Linked DNA regions of Ovis aries: region 1 is linked to region 2. The links are chromatin contacts, called in public Hi-C maps. All regions are on one chromosome and are shown on one strand. Each heading gives the region's core, a stretch centred on a gene start, on an enhancer-like site or on the middle of the called end of the contact. The rest is flanking DNA. Distances are from core to core; before and after follow the strand shown.

Region 1 (4,748 bases), core at 1,977-4,476, 350 kb before region 2:
AACAAGCCCCTCCGACTACTCAGTAGGAGGGAATAGCACTAAGTTTAAAAAAAATTTTTTAAAAAAACAAGGTTGGGATGATCTGATGTGGGGAACGTTGGGGAAGCAAGTACCAGGGAAGGGTCCTGAAGGCCCTGGTGTGAATGCTCTTCAAGGACTGCATCTTGACATTGACCATGGGACTCAGCTTAAAACCAATACGGCCTTTGAAATATGACCAAATCAACAACCGTAAGAGCTTATCTAACGCATGTCGTGGTCTACTTTAATCAAGACAGGAAATGTCGCGAATGTCACCATTACTGCTAAAGACCCAGTGCTCTGACAGTACAGATTCTAGGATCATTAAGTCCCACATTTTACTAATTAAAGGCATAATTTGCTTTTCCCAGTTAGGCATTTCTACCACTTGCATTGATTTATGATAAACCTATATAGTTTTCCTTTTCTCCAGATGGGTTATCAACATTTTAGATGAGTAAGACATATACAACTGAAAAGACTGCTGTTGTAATACAGCTCTGGTTTTACAAAGTCCTGTTTTGATATTAATTAGTGATTAATTAACAAATAACATCTGAACTTCATGGAGGAACTGGGTTTGCTACTAGAGTGGTTTGAGCACTGCACTAACAGGTTGAAAAGTTTTCTTTTCCTCTTTGTGTATCCAAAGGATGTGCAATTCCAAGGCAACTTGGAAAACTGAAAGTGTCCCACAGAGCTTTAAAAAAACAAAACCAAACTGCAATTGTGTTATTCAGATACTTTTACTGTTACTAACTTGTACTTTTCTAATGGTGCTTATGTTTGAGAATTAAGTTATGTTTGAGAATTAAATTGGGGGGCGGGGGAAGAATAATAAAATGGAGGTCTATGTCAAAACCAGTGTTATGTATAGAGAAAGTCGTATGTGAAGTGAGGTTATCATTCCTGTTGGAAATATGCAAATATAATTCTCCTTCTCTCAATGAATTAACAACACATCACTTAGACTACCAGTAACTTGTTAAATCAGGATTTGACTTCATATGCTGAATTTTCAGGATTTTATCTCAAGTAACTAAAGACATTAACCTTGATAGTAATACATTAGAGCGTTCTTATTCTTTCATTGTACAATAATGCCTTTAATATGATGCTACATTATTTATAATTGGTAGAGTTAATGTATCTTTTTATAGTTGTAAGTAAACAGAGGTGATGTATTTAACCTTCTGTAATATACTGTATTTAGAAATGGAAATCTATATAGCATTAGACTTTAGTTCTTTTAAGGTTTACTCCTGTGGTATGGTTTAAAAAAATCTATTGGCCTGGGAATTCTGACCCTAATTGCAGATTGTGTCCAACAATGCAATAACTATAAAATAAAATCAGATATTTGAAAAAAACTGTTTTTTCATTTAAAGACCAGAAGACCCCTTTTTCTGTGACTGACCTTTCTTTTCCTTAGAACTTTGGTACAAAGTGACTTACAAGAAAGTGGTTTCAATCACTTAAGGATAAAATTACATTTGCTCAGTCAATGAAGTCCTGTGCTTAGCTTGAGTGTGAAACTCACTTTGACGGTTTTGGGGGTGGATGAGGCAGCAAGCTTGGCCTCAAAGGCTCTGCATCTTAGTTGGTGAAGTTAAAGCTGTCATTGAGCTTACCAAGTCCCTCTTTATCACCAAGTGATGAGGATGTGAGTGTGCAGAATGTGGGAAGGTTGCTTGGGGACTCAGGGAAACACTGCGTCCTGCAACTGTGCGCATAAGTGTTCATGTCTGTCCCTTTTCTCCATGAGGATCTCTGTGTTTGTGTCTAAATTACCCAGAGTTTCTAAGGCTTCAGACCAGTAAGCCTCAATCACTGAGTTGTACACTGACACTGAGGTTAGATGAAGAATATTTCTGTACTTGGTTAGGTCCACCGTGTTCAACCATGCCTTGGATAAGATCCATCTTAATTTATGCACTTGTGTATGTTTGAATGCATTTAGAAACCTTCCATTTCCCAACCAAAATGTGAGCAACACATTCAAGGAAAACAGCAATTCCTTTGTTTGTCATTACCACAAGAGGAACCATTTTGAGGACATACACTGTGGCTATGGTGTGTGTGTGTGCATGTGTGTGTGCAGTGCCTTTTGGGGTGGGGACAGTAAGTTGGGACATTCTCTAAAAGTGGACCCTTTGAAACACCCAAGCTTCTCCCAATGGCAGGCTGAGCCCTTTTGACGTTCTTGCTCCTATCATGTCTTGATAATAAGGGACATTTTTTAAGTGTCCCAGGAGAAATATCAGTGGAAACTGAATACCCAGCTGAAGGAAGGTGACTAGAAACTGAGGGCCTATTATACAGAGTAAAGTAAGTCAGAAAGAGAAAAACAAATATCATATATTAATGCGTATATATGAAATCTAGAAGGATGGTGGGAAGGATGCTGGGAAAGGTTGAAGGCAGGAGGAGAAGGGGACAAAGAGGATGAGATGGTTGGATGGCATCACCAACTCGATGGGCATGAGTTTGAGCAGACTCTGGAAGATGGTGAAGGGCAGGAAAGCTTGCCGTGCTGCAGTCCATGGGCTCACAAAGAATCAGACACGACTGAGAGACTGAAGGACAACAAAAAGTATGGTGCTGATGAAGCTGTTTGTAGGGCAGCAATGGAGACGCATAGAGAACAGACTTGTGGACACAGCTGGGAAAGGAGAGAATTGGGAGAGTAGCATTGAAACATATACTTTACATATGCAAAATGAATAGCCAGTGGGAATTGGCAGGGAGCTCAGGCCCTTTGGTCTGTGACAACCTAGAGGGGTGGGAATGGGTGGGAGGGTGGAGGGAGGTTCAAGAGGGAGGGGATGTGTGTATACAGCTGATTCATGCTGATGCGTGGCAGAACCCAACTGAATGTTGTAAAGCAATTATCCTTCAATTAAAGGAAAAAAACTACTACACCTTCAGAAGGCAGAAAGGGTAGCTCAGGGAGGTAGCTTCCAATGGACCCCACCGTGAAAGTGAAAGTCGCTTGGTCCTGACCGACTCTTTGCCTCCAGGCCAGAATACTGGGGTGGTAGCTGCTCCCTTCTCCAGGGGATCTTCCCAACCCAGCAATGGAACCCAGGTCTCCCGCATTGCAAGCGGATTCTTTACCGTCTGAGTCACCAGGGAAACCCCTCCCTGCCTCCATTACCTACTTAGGAGAAAACTTAGAAAGCGAAAGCGAAAGTGACTCAGTCGTGTCCCAGTCTTTTTCTCCAGGCCAGATCACTGGAGTGGGTAGCCGGTCCCCTCTCCAGGGGATCTTCCCCATCCAGGGATAGAACTCAGGAATCCTGCGCTGCAGGTGGATTCTTTACCAGCATTCCAACATGAGACGTTGGTCAGCGGGGGTTAAGAAGCATAAAGAAATCTTAACTGACCTGTAACAATCGCCTCACGCAAACCTGTAAGTAACGCATGCCAAGGGTAAGGTTAAATGCTGGGATACAGCCAGCTCGAAACAGGCCACCCATGTGACAAGTTATTTCTACCTTGGACACATTTCTAAGCGGATGGCAAGCTCATTTAAAAAGGGCTTGTCCTCACCTCCGTGGGCCGCGTCTGCCCCCTGGTCCGCCGGTCACCCGGCGCGCACTTCCTCGCGGTCCCGCTAGATGGCAGGACCGGGCTCCTAGGGGTGGGGGTGGGCGCCGCGCCGCGATCGCCAGGCTCACTCGGCACCGTGGACGCCACGCCCTGCAAATTATTAGGGACTTTTCGTTAGCGACCAAACTGCCGCCTTTTGCATATTGGAATTAGAACCGCGGTGGTGAAGGCAGGGTTGCAGAACTGCACCCTCCCTTTTGGAGGGGCGTGTGGCCCGGGAGAGCCGACGGGGCAGCCTCTTGGGCGCAAACCTCAGCTGCCCCGTGGTCCCCTCTTCGAACAGGGACCCAAGGAACTCGTCCATGGTGACCGCTCAAAGTGTCTGCGAGGTCGTGGAGGCGGGAGCTGGCTGCTGCTGGCCGGCTTTTGTGAAACGGCAGTGAGGATGCTGGCGATTTGTCTCTGAGCCTTGGGATAAACCCTGGGAATGTTCCAGTCATAGCCGAACACGGGAGGAACCTGGGGTGCGCAGATCCTGCCAGGGTGCAGGACCATCCGCTTTTTCCGAAGAAGTCTTCTCTTTCCCTGGCGGGCACGTGGAGCCCAATCTAAAGCCTGCCCGCCCGCATGGACGTACATCATTATGATCTGTCTTTGGACAATGGCCTTAATTGTGGGTACATCTTTTTATTAGGTTGAAATAGAAATTGCCTACACTCCAGCAGGTTTATCTACCACCGCCACCCCCAAAATAGACCCAGACAATTTAAAATGATTCACCAGTGATATCTTTGTGTGTATCCGTAATTTAGTAAATCCATGTGGTGGAAGGGTTGAGGTTTGCAAACTATTAAAGTTTTACATTTCATACGTCTAGTCTGCTGTAGAAAAAGTTGTACACAAACGAATATTCCTGTCTTTTGAGTATTTACTGCCTCCATAGACGAGTCCGGAGTTCACCAGCGGATTTCGCTGCTGAGCGGAACAGAGGGGCAGGGAAAGCTGGGCTGCGCCGAAAACCGACCAATCTCGCCGCTGAGACTGCCCTGCCGGAGGGCAGGGGACCCAGACCCGGAGGAGACCGGCGCTGGGGGCGCCTGCGGACCCCGTGGCCTCCGGGGTCTCGGTGAGGGAAGCCGGCGGGCGAGCGCAGGGGCTTCCCGCGCGCGCTCTGC
Region 2 (4,803 bases), core at 1,114-3,613:
TGTGATTTTGTTATCTACGAAAAAGTATTTGCTTGGGGGGCAGGGAGTTACATGTCCATATTTGAACAAACCACTTTGGTAACTGTCCCAAACTTGATTTCAAAGAACGTGTCATCAAATTGGAGTCATATAGATTTACTTTAAAACCCATGTTGTAAACAATGTATATAGCTCATCCTCAATTTCTGATTAGATATTCCTTTTTTCAAAAATCAGATGTTTTTTTGATGTACACCTAAAACACTGTAAATCTACTATACTTCAAAGGAAAAAAGAAACAAACCACGAAACAACAAAAAGCACAACTCCACCTAATTCAATAGATCTGGGAGAAAACCATGATCTGCATGTTTGCTTCCAAGTCATGATCTTAGTCAAATTTATGCTACCTTTTCTAACCTTTTCAGGCCCTCAGTCCCCTTCTGGCAGAACCTAGGTCATGGACTTAACAAGATCCAGTGGAAACACAGGAATGGGAATCAATGCACTGAAAAGGCAGACTTTCTCTACTGCTCTCTACCTTCCTTTTCAATCCTTCACCTCCTCCTTTAGAGGAACGGAGACCCAAATATGCTTTTCTCCTCACAACATCTAATGCCTGAAAATTTAGACCAGGACTACAGTTAAAAGCTGAAGTTATAAAGGTGATGGCTATAAATTAAGAACAACAACCAGCTTGGCCTCTCTCAGTAATGACTGCTCTAAGAGTCCATTCCCAGCAGACCTCTCAGGTTGGTTTGCTCTGCGGTTGGATGAATACCAAATGTTATCTGTAGAGTAAGCATTTCTGTACTTCACACATATAAGGTTTCCATTAAATCTCTTTACTGAATCTATTAATACATCCTTCTTCTACCTCAAATTCATTCCAATATCATCTCTCTTTCACTCTTCTAAAGATTACTTTGGCTAATCCCTTTGTTAATCCTGAACATGATTCCAGCCACTTTTCTGACTCATATGGCCAACTAGGACCCAGATACCGGATAACACACACGTCACTAAACTGGGCTAGTTAACAACAAATCTACCATGAGCCAAGAACTGCTTTCCCAAAGGTTCTCTTTCCAGTTACAAAACAGTCTGGTGGGGTTGAGTGTGCAGCGTGTACCCCTTCCATTTACCAGAATGGTTCCAACAGTGAAAACTAAAAGTGGAAGGCCTCTGACCAAATTAACTTACACAGGCTCTAGTTCTGCAAGGCTAAAAGTGCAGGTTTCAGAGCCTCGAATAATAACCCCCGCTGCCACCACAATCACCAGTATTGTGCTGAGTTTTCCGAACACTCTTATGGGTGTTTGGAAATGTTCGGTGGTGCTCATTCAACAAAGGAAAGGACTAGGACAAGAGAAGATGAAGCGCGGAGCATAAAGTCCGCGTGAAGACTACACCCAGAGGGGCCAGGCTGGTCCGCTGGACCCCAAAGCCCCTGCTTTCGAGCGCTGAGCTCGCTATACCGCCCCTGAGCCCGCTGCCAACGCCCGGCACGCCCCACGGGGCACAGCGGCCCCACGGAAACCCAGCGAGCGCCGGGTCTGGGAGGCAGGCAAAGGCGCGCGCCGCACGCGGGCCGCGGGGCAGCGCGCTCGGATGCTGGACGCCGCCCGGGAGCGGGGACTCACCTGAAGGCCGCCACCGCGCGGGTCTGCAGGTACTTCTGGGCGGTCATGACTCCCACGAAGAGAAAGTTCCTGTCGCGCGGGACGCCATCCTGGGCCTCGCTGTGGGGCCAGAGCCGCTGCCCGCGCGCATCCCCGCGCGCCCCGCCGGCCAGGGGCACCGCGGCCGCCTGCCCGGGCCGGCAAGCCTCGGGGCTGGCGCGGCGCCGCGGGCCCGCCCGCTTCAACTCGGAGGCGCGGGGCAGCACGAGCCGCGAGGCCAGCACGAAACCCAGCACAAGCCCGAGCAGCACGCTGAGCCAGGCGCGCCGGCCGCGCACGGCCATGCCCGCGCCGCTCCGCCCGCCGGGCCGCCGCCGCCGCCGCTCCGCGCGCCCTCAGCCCGCCCGCCGAGGCCAGCCCGCCCTACGCGGCCCCGCCCGGGCAGCGCCGCGGCTGCGGCGGGCCCGCCGTGCCCATCGCGGAGCGCGGGCCGCCCGCAGGCCCCGCGCCGGCGCTCGGTCCCGCTCGCGCGCGCCCGCCTTCAGGGGCGCAGCATGCCCAGCGCGCGCCGGCCGCGGCCCCCCGCCCGCGCCCCGCGCCCCGCGCTCCCCGGCCGGCTCGGCTCCCCGCGCGGCGCCCCCCGGGCGCTCGGCTCCGCTGGCGCTGCGCGCGGCACGCTGATGTCCGTGGCCGGCGCCGGCGCGGCCGCTGCTCATCGTCCGGCTCCGCGCGCCATCGCCGCGGGGGCGCCGCACGTCACGCACGGCGCGCAGGGGGCGGTGCGCTGTGGCCCCGCTCGGGATCCGTCCGCGCCGCGCGATTGGCGCAGCAGTGAATGGGGGGCGGTTCACGTGGCGAAAGTTTGCCCGAAAAAGAAAGCCCAGCTCAGAGCCCCGCCCGCGCGGTCTGCGGCGGCCCCGGGCGGAGGGGGCGTGGGTCGGGCGCGGCGCCGCCTGGGGCCGGGAGCGAGGCGCCCGGCCGCCCGTTACCCGCCCCGCCGGGGCATCCCTGCCGCGGCGCGCGGCGCTGGCTCGAGGCCGTTCCGCCCGGCCTCCGGCTGCCGCGAGACGCTGCGCCAGCGTGGATCTTATCAGGGATTTCCAAGAAGGGGCTTCTTGGTCCTCGAACACTGCACTCGTGGAGGACGAGCCGAGCGTTCCTCCTGCACACACTGTCCTCAGACACACCCGCCTCCCCACGCCCAGCCCTCCAGCCGGGCGGACCTCTCCGGCCACCTTCCCTGCGTCCTCCCGATTCACACTGTATCTTTGTTCCCGCAGCTCTGTGGGTACGAGCGAGCATGTGTAGCATAAACAGCTCAGGAACCGTTTGAAACGTGCATGACTGCAGAATGAACCGTGAATTCAGCTACCTTGTTCTCTGCTACTGGTTTCTAAGCTAAAAACAGAAAGAAAAAGAAAGCTATACTCAGTGTCCAACCTTCGAACACTAGCAGCATTTAAAGGACGTTGAAGAAATGGTAGATGGTGTTAATACGCTTTTTCTTTACATTCTGTGTAGAAACTCATCAGTTTCTCTAGTCTGAGTCTTTGTGTTTTAACATCATCCATCCATAGAAGTGCCATGGGTTTCTAAAGACAGTTTTTGAGAACTGGCTTCTCTATGATGGATTTTGAATTTTATGCACTTCTTCTTAAAACAGCTAAGGTAACAAAAAGCTGACGAAATGACCACACAACAAATATTTGTGTAAATTATTATTATTTAGTCGCCAGTGTGTTGGAGTTTTTTTTTTTTTTTTTTTTTTAATGAAACTCCCAGACAGCAGAGTGGTTCCCTCGGCCTGACAGGTTCCCGTCATTTAAACAAATGAACCCAAGAATTAGGGACAGAAAATAAGCATGCTTGGGTAAACCTTGGATCTTTCTTCATTGCTAAGATGACCAAATGAAGAAATATACACAATTTAAAGTACCATCTTAGAGGAGAGATATCATCTCTGCAGCTAAATAGTGGTCACTCTTGGTATTCTTTGGATATCAGCACTTTCTTCGGCACTTGTGAATTGTGCCAGATATAGTTCGTTACCCACCTTCCCACAGGCTCCCTGGGTAGGTGATCCACATCTAAAAATAAAATACTCATTATACAGTGAACACAGGATTCCAACAGTGGTCTTGAGAAAAATGCAGAACCATGAATTAGAGACTCAAAAATCAGCCAAAGGGGTTTCCAGTTAGACCATAAGCCACAAATGCCAAGTTCCCCAAATTCAGCAACAGCCTCATAATTCACAATGATGTCCATAAAGCACAAATCTAGCTAGGTACAGATGTTCAATTTTTTGACATAATGATTTCAATATTTTCTAACTTGCTTTAAACTTCTCTGTTTCCTCATTTAGACTAAAATCTGATTTAAAAAGCACATAAATGGTGTGTTGTTGTTCAGTCACTCAGTCATGTTCAGCTCTTTGCGACCCTGTGGACTGCAGCATGCCAGGCTTCCTTGTCCTTCACTAGCTCCTGGAGCTTGCTCAGACTCATCCATTGAGTCAATGATGCCATCCAATGATCTCATCCTCTGCCATCCCCTCCTCCTCCTACCTTCAAACTTTCCCAGCATTGGGGTCTTTTCCAATGAGTCGGGTCTTCGCATACACAAAAGTGCCATGGATTTCTTAAGACACGTTTTGAGAACCAGCTTCTCAAGTGTCTTCTCCCCTAGCACCACAATTCGGAAGCATCAATTCTTCGGCACTCAGCTTTCTTTATGATCCAATTCTAACACCCATACGTGACTATCGGAAAAACCATAGCTTTGACTGAACGGACCTTTGTTGGCAAAGTGATGTCTCTGCTTTTTAATAAGCCATCAAAGTTTGTCATAGCTTTTCTTCCAAGGAGCAAGCATCTTTTAATTTCATGGCTACAGTCACTATCCATGGTGATTTTGGAGCCCAAGAAAATAAAGTCTGTCACTGTTTCCATTTTTTCCCCATCTGTTTGCCATGAAGTGATGGGACTGGATGCCATGATTTTAGTTTTTTGAATTATGTTTTGTCCCCCTCCATTTCCTGGCTCCTAGGTCCCCGTCAGTTCCTAGGTCAGTAGCCTTAGCTGCATACCTGTAGACTCAATGGGAGTGTGTGTTTCTTAATGTAGAGAAAATAACCTATTCTCAATAAAGATTGGGCCTGAAGGTTTAGAGCACCTGGGTCAAGGGAAATACTACACAGGTC

The links. Hi-C and Micro-C count contacts between places; a contact is called where the count stands out from the background.
Region 1: a contact with region 2 is called in a Hi-C map of tail adipose tissue, with 3 times the contacts expected there. The contact joins the promoter of LRRK1 here to the promoter of CHSY1 in region 2. A contact is called at or near these places in 5 of 16 Hi-C or Micro-C datasets (blood, hypothalamus, omental adipose tissue and 1 more).

What each region holds. Positions count from the first base shown.
Region 1 is chr18:5,011,465-5,016,212 of ARS-UI_Ramb_v3.0, reverse strand. It overlaps LRRK1 (leucine rich repeat kinase 1), which reads left to right and starts at 3,226. Exons shown (of 34, transcript XM_042235020.2): 1 at 3,226-3,433. ALDH1A3 (aldehyde dehydrogenase 1 family member A3) reads left to right here. Exons shown (of 13, transcript XM_042235022.1): 13 at 1-1,391.
Region 2 is chr18:4,660,969-4,665,771 of ARS-UI_Ramb_v3.0, reverse strand. CHSY1 (chondroitin sulfate synthase 1) reads right to left here and starts at 2,363. Exons shown (of 3, transcript XM_012098317.5): 1 at 1,623-2,363. The coding sequence starts at 1,945.